2 separate regions of the Sus scrofa genome follow, and region 2 is linked to region 1. The links are chromatin contacts, called in public Hi-C maps. All regions are on one chromosome and are shown on one strand. The core of a region is the stretch at or near the end of the contact, and the rest is flanking DNA. Distances in the headings are between cores, read along the strand shown.

Region 1 (2,846 bases), core at 170-2,669:
GTCCGCGGCACCCAGGCCGCCGATTCCGGACGGCCGCCCGCCCCCGTGCAGGTGCTGCCTGCCCGCATCCGGCCCTGGCAGGTGAGAGCGGGTCTGGGAGGAGGGCGGCGCAGAACGACAGGCTGGAGGCAGAGCGGTCCTTTTAGGAGAAAGCGCCGACCAGCCGGGAGCCCCTCGAGTCCAGCGCGCCTCCGCCGCCGGATGGGCGGGGTTCCCACAAAGAGCCGCGGGCAAGAACCCGGGACCGCCCCCCGCGTCGGTCGCCACCAGCTCTGGTTTCGACAAATTAAACCTTAGAGCGCTGGAAAAATTACAGGAAGAGCGAAGAATGTGCCGAGCTGCTGGAGGGAGCCCTGTCCCCGCGTGAACTTCGCCCACCGCGCTCCCGAGCCGGCCCCTCCCCGCCGCTCCCGAGAGCGCGCCCAGCCGACGAGGGAGGGGCCAGGCGAGGACACCCCTCCCCCCCGGCTCCCGGGCGCCGCGGCCGCCCACCTCCCCGGGCGGCACCCGCGGCCCCCACTGCCCCCACGCAGCTCGCCCGCACCTGCCCGCGCGCACCCCGGCCCGGATGACGACATTCGCCCCCGCAGCCCCGCCCGAGCGCACCCGGGGAGGGGGCGTGCCCGGCGGGGGCGCGGTCGCCGGGCGGGCGCCGGCAGCCAGCGCCAGGACCCGCCTCGCGCGGCTCTCAGGGTCGACCGCAACCCGGAGCGGCGGGGGAAGGGGCGAGGCCCTGACCACCTCCCGCGCCCAAGCCGGAGGCTCCGGGGGCGTGTCTGGGCGACCCGCACTAGCCCAGGTCTGCGCGAGTGCCCGGGCCGCCCCACTGACCTGTGTGAGTTCTCAGGTGCGCCTTGAGGTGCGAGGATTTCCCGTAAACTTTCTCACAGCCCGCATAGTGGCACTTGTGCTTTCTCTGGGGGGACTCGAGGTCGGCGCGACTTCGGCCCCGCCGGCCCCTTTGTCTGAGGCTGGGCTCGCCGCTCCCCGCGGGCCCCGGCTCTCGCTCGGGCTCCAGACCCGCCTCAGGCTCGGGCTCGGGCTCGCTCCACGCCGGGCTAAGAGGCGCGGCCGCCGCGCCTCCAGCACCGGGGGAGGCGGGCTCGGGGGCGGGTGGCGGCGCGGGCGGCAGGCGGCAGGGGGTCCTCGCCTTCCTGGCGGCGGCGCCTTCTCTGCGCTCCGCCGAGACGGGTGCCGGTGCTTGCTGGTTAAGGTCCGCCAGGATCCGCGCCACTACGAAGAGCGAGGCGCTGTCCTTGCCGTCGCGGCGCTCCTCGACGTGGGGCAGCGTGGCGGCGACAGCGGCCGCGCCCTCGGGTCCCGGCTCCGGCCCCTCTCGCGGCCCGTGTACGACCGCGCGGCTCGACATGGACACGAGGCACTCGGCGGCGAAGTGGTCCACATAGGCGGCGGCTGCCATGGTGCGGGCTCCAGCCGGCAGGCGGGAGACTGCTAGTCGCTGCGAGTCGTCAGCAGCGCATCCGCACCCACGGCCTCCGGAGAGCGGGCGGGGGGCGGGGGCGCGGCGCGCCCTCTCCGCCGGCTGGGCTGGGCGCGCAGCCGCCTCTGCCGTCACCCGCGCTGCTCCGCGTCTGCTAAGCGCCCGCCCGGCTGGGCACCTCAGAGTGAGCGCATGGGGGGCGCGGACGAGTAGGGTCCCCGCGCGGCGTCAGTGGCGGCCTGTCCTATGGATGCCGAGCGGCGACGTTAGGGACGACCTCCCCGAGCCGTGGCCGCAGCCTCGCCGCGCATTGTGGCAGGCGGGACAGCCGCCGTGCGCGCCGCGGCTCGGTGTGGGCGGCCCGGCCCCGGGGGTGGGCGGGGCCGGGGCCACATCTGGACCCGACGTCAGCCCCCAGCCACATCCTGGCGGCGCAGGTTACAGGCGGCGGCGGCGGCCGCAGGGAGCTGCGCACGCGGAGGGGGCGGGGATCCCGGAGCGCGCACCGGCGGGATAGCGGTCGCGTGCCCGCGCCTGGTGAGGGGGCGTGGCTAAGGACCAGGGCCGGCGCCATTGGTCCATGAGTACTCAGCCGGGCCAATCCGTACAGCCAGAGGCTCCCACCCGGCCTTGGGGCCTGCGCGTGCCGATGGGCGTGTCCCCTCAGCCGGCGGGAGGAGGAGCGGAAATTGGAGCCCGGAGCCGGGCACGCTGACGCACGACGTCCGAGGCGGGCCTGGGCGGGGCCGTTCCCCCTCCTCTCCGTGGCGGGGACCCCGCAGGGTATTTTCCTGCCGGAGCTTTTGTACCTTGACTGCCTTGAACCTCGGCGCGGTGGCGAGAGCTCGGGAGAGCACCCCTTTGTCCCTCCAGCCCCGCTTGTGTCGGGCGCGCCTCGCAGGGCTCGCCTCGCTTCTCCCTTTCTTCTCCAGAGCGAGGTTTGCCCGGCAAGGAGGCGTGTCCGCTAAGCCCGGCGGGTCTACTGGCCCCGAGTCGGGCCTGGACAACCACGGCGCACACCGCTGAAACCAGGTTGATGGGTGGCCGCGCCCCGAGACTCAGGCCGCTCTCCGCCCTTGGTTCCTGCCCAGCTGAGCCCTGAACCCTCGGCGCGGCCAGCCCGAGAGCGGTGGTCTCGTGTGGGGCGAGGTCGCTCCCGCAGGAGGAACCGCAGGAGGGCGGCGGGGGATCAGCGCAAGCCGCGCTGCCCTTGAGCCCAGGTCAGCTGGAGCTTGGACTGGCCCAGGCTGGTGGCTAGCCTGGCAGCGCGAGTGATGTGCCCACTGCGTCCTGTGTTCGCAAGAATTACGTGCCTGGGCGCCGGCCGCGCTGCTCAAGGAACGTGGGGCCCCTCCCTCCGCAGGCCTGCTGCCAGCTTCTGCAGGCTGCCCTTCTCCCGCGGCTG
Region 2 (2,846 bases), core at 113-2,612, 2.5 Mb after region 1:
CAGATAGCCAGTCCCGAGCAAGTGCAGAAGGCCTCCACTTCCGGCCCCAGATCTGTTCAGACAACTGCTTTTCTCTCCCACCCTCGCCACCATGGTCCCCACTGACCCAAAGGCCTGGAGACGCACAGCCAAGGAAGAGGAAAAGGAAGACACTGGGGGGGCACGGGTTCAGGCAGCCTTAGCCTGGTTGGAACATTTATTTTTTTATAAACAAGCAAGACATTACACTTTTAAAAGAAGGGCGGTGAATGATATGGAAAATATTATACAGTCACTGCAGAAACGGGCGCCTGCCGGTGCCAAGTGTGCTGGGCTCAGCTTCACCATTTCACCGCCACGTGGGGAGGGACAGAGAGAAGATCTTGAAGACAGAAACAGAAAGGAGGCCCACAAGGGACAGAAGAGACAGGTGTGGGGAGAGCCAGGCTGCAAGGAGGGGGCTCCTGGTCCCCTTCACTCACTCGGGGTGGCCGGTGGCCGCAGGCCCAGACTGAGTCTTCCGGTGAAAGTGGGGGTGATTGCTCAATGGTTCTTTCTTTTTCAAAAGCCTGCACCCTGGGGGGCCGGAGGAGTCCTTTATCTGTTGTTTGTTTAGGGGAACTTTTATTTTTTGACAGAGAAGAGAAAATTAAAGAAAGAACAGTGTGGCACCCTTGGGGGTCCAAGGTCTCAGAGGCTAGCTCCACTGTACCATCTCTTGATGGAGAGAGGCTTTGCCCTGAGGACACGGGGAGCAAGAGGGGGAAGTCTTGGGGGCCTCATGGGCCAGACACACTCTATCCTTTGGCTTGAGCAACACCCCACCCTAAAGAGAAGGCCCCTCCTGCGGGAATGTGGTCAGGACTCCGCTCTAGTGCAGCCCTGAGTCTTCCTACATGGCTGGGGGGGCCGACCCCAAGGGGGCCTCCCCCACCACTCCCACTCGCCCCTCAACCTGACCTGTTTTAATCCGGCGAAGGGTAGGGCGGTGGGGAGACTTTGGGCGCTGCCCCGACCCCGGGGCCGCGGACCTGGGTGCCGCGGAGGTGTGGGGACGGGAGAGGGGGTGCGCCCCGGGCAGAGGGGCAGGGGCCCGGCGCGCCTCCAGGCCGGCCCCTCCCCACCCGGAACCTACCCGCCCGACCCCCGCGCCCCCAGTCCCTGCGCCCCCGCCTCGCGCGGACCCACCTGCGGTGGCCCCGGCCGCGGCGGCGCCCTCGTCGCTCTGGTTAAACTCGAAGAGGAAATCAAAGTCGAACTCCTGGTCCTCCTCCAGCCCCGTCATGGTGGGTCGGGGTCGAGGGTCAGGAGGTCAGGGTCGGGGTCGGAGTCCGAGGTCAGGGGGCTAGGGTCGGGGTAGAGGGTTGGGATCCGAAACCTAGGGCAGGGGTCCCAGGTCAAGTTCAGGGTTGGATTCAGGGTCTTAAGTCTTGGCGGGGATCCGGTACCTGGTCCGGGTCCCGGGTCGGGCTCTGGGCTGGAGTCGGGTGAGCTCCGGAGTCTGGGCTCAGGGCGTGGTCGGGGTCCCGGGTTGGGTCAGGTTGGGGTCTAGTATGGGGGTCGGGGTAGAGATCCGGTATTGGGGTCAGAGTTCCGGGCAGGGGTCCCGGGCCAGGATCCCAGGTTGGGGTCCGGGATGGGGTCGGGGTCCCCGGCCAGGACCCCGGCGTGGGGTCGGGGTCAGGATCTGGGTTGAGGTCCGGTCGGGGTCCAGAGTCGGGTCCCCGGCCGCGGGCACCTGTGGTCGCGCCGCCCCGGGCTCGGCTGCGCCCTGCGCTCGGCCGCGCGTCCTCGGGTAACGTGACTCCCGCCCGCGCCCCTCCCCCCGGCCCTCCCCCGCCGCGCCCCTCCCCCCGCTGTTTCCGGGTTTACATAAACAAGCCGCTCGCCGGTCGCCGGCTTCCGAGTTTTAAATAAACTCTCCCCGCCAGCCCGAGCGCACGCCTCTCACTAGTGTCCCGGCTCTGGGCAAGCCCTTCCCACCCGCGCCCGGGGACCCCCAGGCGGCTCTTGGGGTCGACAGCCCCACTGCGAGCGAGACCCTAGAGTGCGCCCCGCCCCCTGAGTCTGCGCTGGGGTGGGGGGGATAGACGTGCGCCGGAGGCGGGGGCGTGGGGGGGGCACACGGAGTCTGGCCACTTCCGTCCGCCCCGGGGCCTGAGCGCCCCTGCGGCCCGAGCCGGGTGGGCAGGAGCTGGGGCAAGACAGCCGGCGGTCGACAACCCCCCTCCCCGCCTCCGGCAGACTCGCCCCGCTGGGAGCTCTTCGTGAAGCGCGCTGCCCCGACCCCGGTCCGGGGGAGGCGGGCTCGCTTGCCTCACCCGCAAACAGGCGCAAAGATCAATACCTGCGTCCCAATGAGCTGCTGACGCTGCCCCACTCCTACTGAAGGTGCCTAAAGGGGCCTCCTGCCGGCCAGGCCCCTTCTAGGAGCGGATCGGCCCGACTGGGCTGCTGCCTAGTTTGCAGCGCGCACGTCCTGCCGGAGCCCGGCAGCCTGGGCCCGGAGAGGAATTCCCTGGTAGCAGGGCTCGCTATCCAAGGAGCACTGGATTCCCCAACCAGCTGCAGAAGAGCAATGAACACAGAAAACACCGTTTTCCAGCCCCCACAGTTAAAGATGCCCAAAAGGGTCAGGAAAATGCGAGGCTCCTAAGAACCCACAACGCTGTCGCCTTTACATATGGAACCGGTGCTGCCGCTCACGCCTGGCCACGTGTACGCGCGGCCTTTTACTTGCAGTCTGGTGCCTAACTGGCAACCTCCTTTTTTGTAACGCGTTCTGTTTAGTCCTTCAACTTCCTGAAACACCGTACAAACGCCTGTGCGCACAGGTGGCCTGCCAGTCATCCGTGAGTGACTCCAAA

Evidence for each region. A called contact is a pair of places that touch in the nucleus more often than the background predicts.
Region 2: a Hi-C map of skeletal muscle shows a contact between it and region 1, with 5 times the contacts expected there. The contact joins the promoter of NFATC1 here to the promoter of KLF13 in region 1. A contact is called at or near these places in 4 of 47 Hi-C or Micro-C datasets (embryonic fibroblasts, liver, skeletal muscle and 1 more).

Annotation. Positions count from the first base shown.
Region 1 is chr1:143,538,814-143,541,659 of Sscrofa11.1, forward strand. KLF13 (Kruppel like factor 13) reads right to left here and starts at 1,420. Exons shown (of 2, transcript NM_001011505.1): 1 at 832-1,420. The coding sequence starts at 1,420.
Region 2 is chr1:146,001,535-146,004,380 of Sscrofa11.1, forward strand. NFATC1 (nuclear factor of activated T-cells, cytoplasmic, calcineurin-dependent 1) reads right to left here and starts at 1,363. Exons shown (of 10, transcript NM_214161.1): 1 at 1,168-1,363. The coding sequence starts at 1,264.